2 separate regions of the Arachis hypogaea genome follow, and region 1 is linked to region 2. A link is a contact called in public Hi-C data. All regions are on one chromosome and are shown on one strand. Each heading gives the region's core, a stretch centred on a gene start, on an enhancer-like site or on the middle of the called end of the contact. The rest is flanking DNA. Distances are from core to core; before and after follow the strand shown. Region 1 holds the start of LOC112696580 (protein NUCLEAR FUSION DEFECTIVE 4). Region 2 has its middle 3.7 kb from the start of LOC114924148.

Evidence for each region. Hi-C and Micro-C count contacts between places; a contact is called where the count stands out from the background.
Region 1: a Hi-C map of leaf shows a contact between it and region 2, with 2.5 times the contacts expected there. The contact joins the promoter of LOC112696580 here to the enhancer-like site in region 2. A contact is called at or near these places in 2 of 8 Hi-C or Micro-C datasets (both in leaf).

The regions. Positions count from the first base shown.
Region 1 is chr6:45,784,360-45,788,100 of arahy.Tifrunner.gnm2.J5K5, forward strand. LOC112696580 (protein NUCLEAR FUSION DEFECTIVE 4) reads left to right here and starts at 2,221. Exons shown (of 1, transcript XM_025749402.2): 1 at 2,221-3,741. The coding sequence starts at 2,587.
Region 2 is chr6:45,697,775-45,701,390 of arahy.Tifrunner.gnm2.J5K5, forward strand. No RefSeq gene overlaps it. Among protein-coding and RNA genes, the nearest start is that of LOC114924148, 3.7 kb to the left of the region's middle. Within about 2 kb of position 1,462, at least 3 of the 3 cell types and tissues checked have open chromatin away from gene starts, as enhancers often do.

The sequences.
Region 1 (3,741 bases), core at 971-3,470, 87 kb after region 2:
TTTTCCAACACAAACAAAATGAAGAGGTTCCAAGTACAATAAACACTACAACACGATCAATTTTAAGAATTACCCTTGGCTATCAAATTAATCAACTGTTCAAATCACCAATAATTAAACTGCCATAATTACCTCGAGCGAATACCCCATTATCATTTATTGCGAAAACAAAAAACGCGCCTTCATGTCTCCCGAAAATAATAAATACACATTATTTGCCAACCGTTAAAGGGTCCACTAACAAAGAAATCGGTACCATGTTGAGCTTAGGGGCTCGGATATAGGTAGAATAGGCATAACGTGGGAAATTTAGACAAAAGCTTAACTTGCTATCCAAACAATTCGAATCCAATGTTATACATCGGAACTACTAAGTCAAAGTCGGTTTAACCATACTAAAGAAAAAGGTCCGCAATACACCTTGGTACTGGTCGCGGGAATCTCAGAATCACATCAGTTGCATTTTTCAAAGATAAATACCTAACGCGAACGGCCTATACAAATACAACATACAAGTCACTAAACAGATCACTCCGAATCTAAGTTTTCTAATATTGAGATCGTAAATTGACTTAAGCATTGGAGTCCTTTTTGCAGATTCTCCAAATTGCTCGGACGAAAGAGAAACTTGTGGTATTGCACATAGGAGGAGAACATTGCTAGTGTTCTTCGTTTTGTGGATGACGCATACCTCAGAGTCTAGTTCTAGACCGGAACAATTAGAATTTGAGAAAGTATATGTAAACAATATAAATATTGAACAACGTGGACAACAATTTAAAAAATTAAATTAATTATTAAAATTAGATTCTCAATTTATTAGAATAATCAATTTAAATTTAAATTATTAGCGTTAGGCAATATATCCTCCTCTTAATATATCATTACATCACGATCCCGTTCCATCTCAACCCTCTTCCACTCCTCTATTCACACCGTCGTTCATTCCGGTCCTCTCCTCTGCCATTCAGCCCGACGCTCCTCCACCTCCACAGGTCAGCCGGATATGCCTCCCTCTATCTCAGCCCAACATGCCTCCCATCCACCACCCATCCACTGCTGCTGCTGTTTTCGCGCCACTCTTCATTCTCCTTCTACGTGTTCAGAAAAGGTTGTATAGTTTTACCCTTTCAATCATTTCTTCTTCTTCTTCATCCAATCCTTCATCCTCATCGGTTGAAGGAGTAGCAACAGTGTTAGTAATTGCGTGATTTTCTACATCAATCACCACTTAAGCCAGTGATTGCATAGTTTTCACTTGAGTCACTGGAGGAGAACCTTCATCATTACCAGTGGCCGTCACCAGTAGTTGTCGAACTATTGAAGGAGTAGCAGTAGTGCTAGTCGTTGTGTCTTTCACTACGGCCTTTCATTGAAGCTACTTCAATGGCTAGTTCATGATGGTCATTTTAGTAGGTATACATATGGTTATTTTAATTCTTATGTAGATGGTAATTTGATTGGATTGGGTTTAGTTATATACAATAAAAATATGTTGGATGTTCAATTCATTAGGTATGCAGATGATTATTTTTATCCTTAAGTGGATGGTTATTTTTATTAGCCGTGAGTGACATTGTTGACGGTATGTGACAAGCCAATTAAGCAATGACGGTAAAGAGGAGCCTAGCGACGCTGTTCGTTTCCAATCTGGAGAAAAGCGATGCTAATAAGGATCTTTATTGATGAACTAGTGGTGGTGAGGAGAATTCCAGCAGCGATAATGGAGGCTGGTTGACGACCAAGCAACGACATCGATAATAGAAGATTTAGAAAAGAAATGAGTACTTTAGTAAATTATGATATAATAGTTAAAATTTTTGAAGGAACGAGTAATTGCCTGAGACATTGGAGTTTTGTTCAATTTCGTTGTACCCAAAATCATAGAGACGGCAAAATCTGAACCAGTGGATTCATTTGAAAAGAGAATTTGGCCTTCCATTCGGTCCTCCCCACTTTTCCACTGATTCAGTCTCATCATCTATCTCTCAATATAAGCTTTATTTAGATGATTCATATATACATATATACATATGATAGGAACATGCTGGAATAATACCATGCCTATATATAAAAAGGACAATGACATGTTAAAAAAACGAAATTAAAGAAATAAAATTAATTAAGAGTGAGTATAAGTTCTATTATAAATAAAAAGTTAAAGCAATTGTTTTTCTTCTATTGGTAATCAAGGAGCACCGCGTAGAGTGCATGTCGTTTTCTAAGCTCATATAATTGTACTAACTACTTATCTCTCAAGCGCGCACACACATACAAAGAGAAGATGGATGTTTCTGTCAAAAAATATGCGAAAAAGAAATCATTTTTCCCGGGTATCATAGACACCCAACTTACTTAAAATCCTTCAACGACCGGTATTTCAAAGTCAAAAACTCATCATAATTTATTCCGTGTGCAACTTTTTCTTTTCTTTTTTTCTATTTCTAATCCAATTTATCCCACACACGGATATGCATATATATATATATATATATATATAGAGGGAGAGAGAGGATTCCGCATAAGCTTACAATAAACCATAAGAATAATAATCCAAATAACACCACTTATTAGAAATACAAAACAATGGTGGTGGCTTCTTCTTCTTCATCCGAGTTCCCTAAAGGTGGGTGGAGGGCAATAATGTCATTCACTCACCAAGTAATCAAGGGCCGTTGGTTCATGGTATTCGCCTCACTTCTAATCATGGCCGTTGCGGGTGCAACTTACATGTTCGGCTTGTACTCCAACGACATCAAAACCTCCCTAGGATATGACCAATCTACCCTCAACATGCTAAGCTTCTTCAAAGACCTTGGCGCCAATGTTGGCGTGCTCTCGGGACTAATCAATGAGATTACTCCCCCTTGGGTTGTTCTCTCCATCGGCGCAATCATGAACCTCTTTGGTTACCTCATGATCTGGCTCTCAGTAACTAACCGAATTCCCAGACCGCAGATCTGGCAGATGTGCCTGTACATTTGCATTGGTGCCAACTCGCAGTCTTTTGCGAACACCGGGGCGTTAGTCACGTGCGTCAAGAACTTCCCCGGTAGCCGCGGAAGCATACTAGGCCTTCTCAAAGGCTATGTTGGTTTAAGTGGCGCCATTATCACGCAGCTCTACCATGCTTTCTATGGTGAGGATTCCAAGTCTCTTATCTTACTTATAGGTTGGTTACCGGCTGCGGTTTCCATCATTTTCCTACCCACTATTAGGATCTTGAAACTTGACGCGGTTCAACAGAAAAAGGAGCTCAAAGTCTTTAACAATCTTTTGTATATTTCTCTTGGTTTAGCTGCTTTTCTTATGGTGCTTATCATAGTACAAAACAAGCTTAGTTTTACCACCGTCGAGGACGTGGTGGATGGCTTGGTAATTGTTTTGTTGCTTCTTCTTCCTCTTGCTATTGTGTTTAGAGAGGAATTCAACAACTTTAGAGCCAGGACTGCCGAAGTTCAACCTTCGAGCATAAATTACAAATCTGAAGAAACAGCAGCAGTAGAATCCGATCCCAGTGTCGGTGTTAATATTGTTAATACTAACACTAACACTAATACTGACACTAATTCTGCTGATTCTAAATCCGCTTCTTGTTGGAGCACCGCGTTCAAGCCTCCGAGCAGGGGGGAGGACTATACCATCTTACAAGCCTTGTTTAGCATTGACATGATGATTCTATTCATTGCAACCACGTTTGGTGTGGGTGGAACCTTAACCGCCATTGACAACTTGGGACAG
Region 2 (3,616 bases), core at 212-2,711:
TGGTGTCCTCAGTTGCGGGAGGCGCTGCGATCGTTTCTCCCGCTGTGTCGTCGTTCAGGTGACCTGCCATGTCTGGCTTCATGGCGGGATCTTGATCAGGAAGTCGCGTGGCTTCCGCTTTTGACGTGGTGTTTTTCCTTAGTTGGAACTTGTCCTTCGTGTTCTTGTACCCAGAGATAGAGATCTTGAATTATCTGGACTGCCTTTTCTCCCAGATTTTCAGTGACCAGTACTTCGGGGGCCATTTTCCTTGTTTTAAGCTGGGGTATTCTGGCGTATAGTGGTTGCTATCCTTGCATGAGGTGTAGCCTCTTTGTGATCGGGAGTTGGGTTCCTCGTTTGGGAGTTATCGTGGTGGCTTGGAGATTGCTCCTCGAAGACGTCCGCTATTCCGTCACGGTGTTGCAAGTCGCCACAGACGGCGCCAATGTACAAGATATGCCTGGTACGGGTTGAGAGATGGATCAGAAACTTGCGGGTCGAGGCGGATGCCAAATTATCTGACTGGAGCAATGGGGGTGGTACCTGCAAAGACACTCCGACGCCCAAGTTAGAATGAATCTAAGAGGTATAAGGTGTGAGGAATGAATGAATACCTAGAGAGACCTGGGTCCTCTATTTATAAGTGATGGTGAATATCTTATCTTATTTTATTTGGCTAAGATAAGGGAGACGTTTGAATTCGAAAGTTGATTAAGAGTTTCAGTGGGTCGGTTTCGGACCTTCTGTAGGCCCGATCCATAACAATATTAACTTTAATATAAAAAATTATTTTAACAAAATTCTCAAAAGAATTATTTACAATTTAATGTGAGGACTAAAAGAATATAACGATAAATTTAAATATATTTATTTATACATAACTATCACATATTTTCAAAATTCTAGTGTGGCAAGTGCCTCTCTCTTGATCACCTCGGTCCATCCATATATATCTTAATGCAGTAAAATTATTTTTTATTACAATAAATTTTTATATATTTATTTTTTAATGTTCATTTATTTTTAAAATGTAAAAATAGTAGTAAATCACAATACTAAACTTAAATCGAGATATCGCCATAACAATAACATGAGCAGAAGAAAATTTATTTTGAAAAACCTTTTTTTAGAGATTCCACCGCCTATAGTGCTATATATAAACTCTTAGATGAGATGAAGAAAAATATATGTTTTTATGAATAATGTTAGAGAATTAATTTTTTTAGTTATGTTTTTAATTATTTGATTTATTTTAAATTTTAAATTTTAAATTATAAACTTTTAATTCTTTAAATTTTAAATTATAAATCCTGCCTAAAAGAATTGATTAATGTTGGTTAATTAAAAATTAATTTTCTGTATTTTTCTATTTTTTAAAATCAATAGATAAATAAATGCAATGGTATCCACTGTTAACGTGGAAAGTATATATATCCATGGAGAATTGGACGGATATAACAAATCTCTAAGATGACCAAGATGACTCTAGCTAGCTAAAGGAATACAGAATAATTGCAAGCCAATCACGGCCTTCTTTTTAGATTAGATAATGGGGTGACGTAGCAGCTGATGTCATTGACCACTATTCTGTCGTGATCTCATGTTCGCATTCACGGTCACGTGCAAGATTTACAATGGTAATTATTCTGTCTCGTACCCCGCTTAATTATTAGAAGTATGGAACTCAAACCTTAGACTAGGGAGAGTTCTATTCGGATTCTTCGGGTGCTTTTTAAAATAACGTCGGCTCCACTTTTAATTTTGTTTTATGACTCATCTATATATAAGCTCTATGTTGCTAGATCTTCTTGGCTTTCGGTGTATTCAACGTTGAAGTCGGCGATGTATTTAATGTGTGGAAAACGATTCAATACAAAATTTATTGGCAAGTGTATTGGATCGCATTAAGTAGTAATTACTCACATGAGTGAGGTCGATCTCACAAGGATTGAAGAATTGAGCAATTTTAGTTAGGTGGTTAATTTAGTCAAGCAAACAAATATTAATTTGAGTGATTTCTATCGATCAGAAACTAAATTGTATGATATTTAAAGGGAGAGAGGGGATTGACAGTAAATTAAAGAGCAGAAGAAGTAAAAGAGATGAATCTTAAAGAACAAGTAATGTAAATGACTGAAACTTAGATTGCAAGAAATGTAAATGTCAGAATCTTAGAATGCAAGAAATGTAAAATTGCTGAAAGAGTAAAAAAGATATGGAAACATGGAATTTAAAGTTAAACAATAGAATGTAAATAGCAATCAATCAAAGAAGTAAAAGATCAATGGAAATGCAGCAGATCTCAAACATAAAATGAAAATTTCTTGAAGAAGCAATACAGAAAGTGAATTCAACTCAATTATGAAATCTAAAAGAGAAGTTGAAGATCTCAGAGGTTGAATGAGACTAGAAAACAAGTCTATATCTCAATTCCTTCCTTGATCCAACAGAGAGTAATTGCAGAAGAAATAGAGATGAGAGCAGTAAAGAAAACTTAGATCCAAATCACAATTCATTAAAATTATGCAGAAAGTAAACATAGAGAGATCTCAGATCAAGAATGAAACTGAATTCCTTTAATTCTCAATCCAAGATCCAAAACAAAGAGTGAAGAGTGTAGAAGTAAGAACAAAGAGAAAGAGAATTCAACTCTCAATCCCAATTCCCAAACCCAAAGCTAAAATCTAAAAATGAGCTCCCAAAAATGAAAAATGAAAAATGAAAAGTAAAAGTGTCAAAAAGGTCAAAAGAGTCCCTCTCTAAATCAAACTAACTTCTATTTATACACTTCCTATTTTTGAATTTTAGAATTTAGAGTAGGCCTTTCAAAATTGGTGAAGGATTCAATTAAATTTGATTTTTAGACCAGAAATGTGCCATGAGACACTCCCAACGCATGACTCGGTTGACAAGGAGAGCGCAACACTCCCGCTTGGTCTCAATTGTTGCGTCACAAGCCCCTTGGGCAGCCTCCTAGCGCTCGGTTAAGTAAAGGAGCGCAGCGCTCCATGGCCTTGCTTTTGGCATGCCAAATTGTTGCGTGACGAGCTCCTTGGCCGTGCGGTACACGAAATTGTAAATCACACTTTTCACAACTCCGCATAGCTGACCAGCAAGTGCACATGGTCGTCCAAGTAATACCTTACGTGAGTAAGGGTCGATCCCACGGAGATTGTCAGCTTGAAGCAAGCTATGTCATCTTGTAAATCTGAGTCAAGCGAATTCAAATGGTTATGAGGTTTTGATAATTAAAGAGAAATAAAACATAAAATAGGATAGAGATACTAATGCAATTCAATTATAGGAATTTCAGATAAGCGTATGGAGATGCTTTGTTCCCTCTGAGCCTCCGTTTTCCTATTGCCCTCATCCAATCATGCGTACTCCCTTCCATGGCAAGCTGTATGTTGGTGGATTACCGTTGTCAATGGCTACCATCTGTCCTCACAGTGAAAACATGTCCGCTACGGTTTTCCGCATGGCTAATCAGCTGTCAGTTCTCGATCGTGTCAGAATAAGATCCATTAATCCTTTTGCACACTGTCACTGCACCCAACAGTCACGAGTTTGAAGTGCATCACAGTCATCCCATCCCAGATCCTATTCGGAATACTACAGACAAGGTTTAGACTTT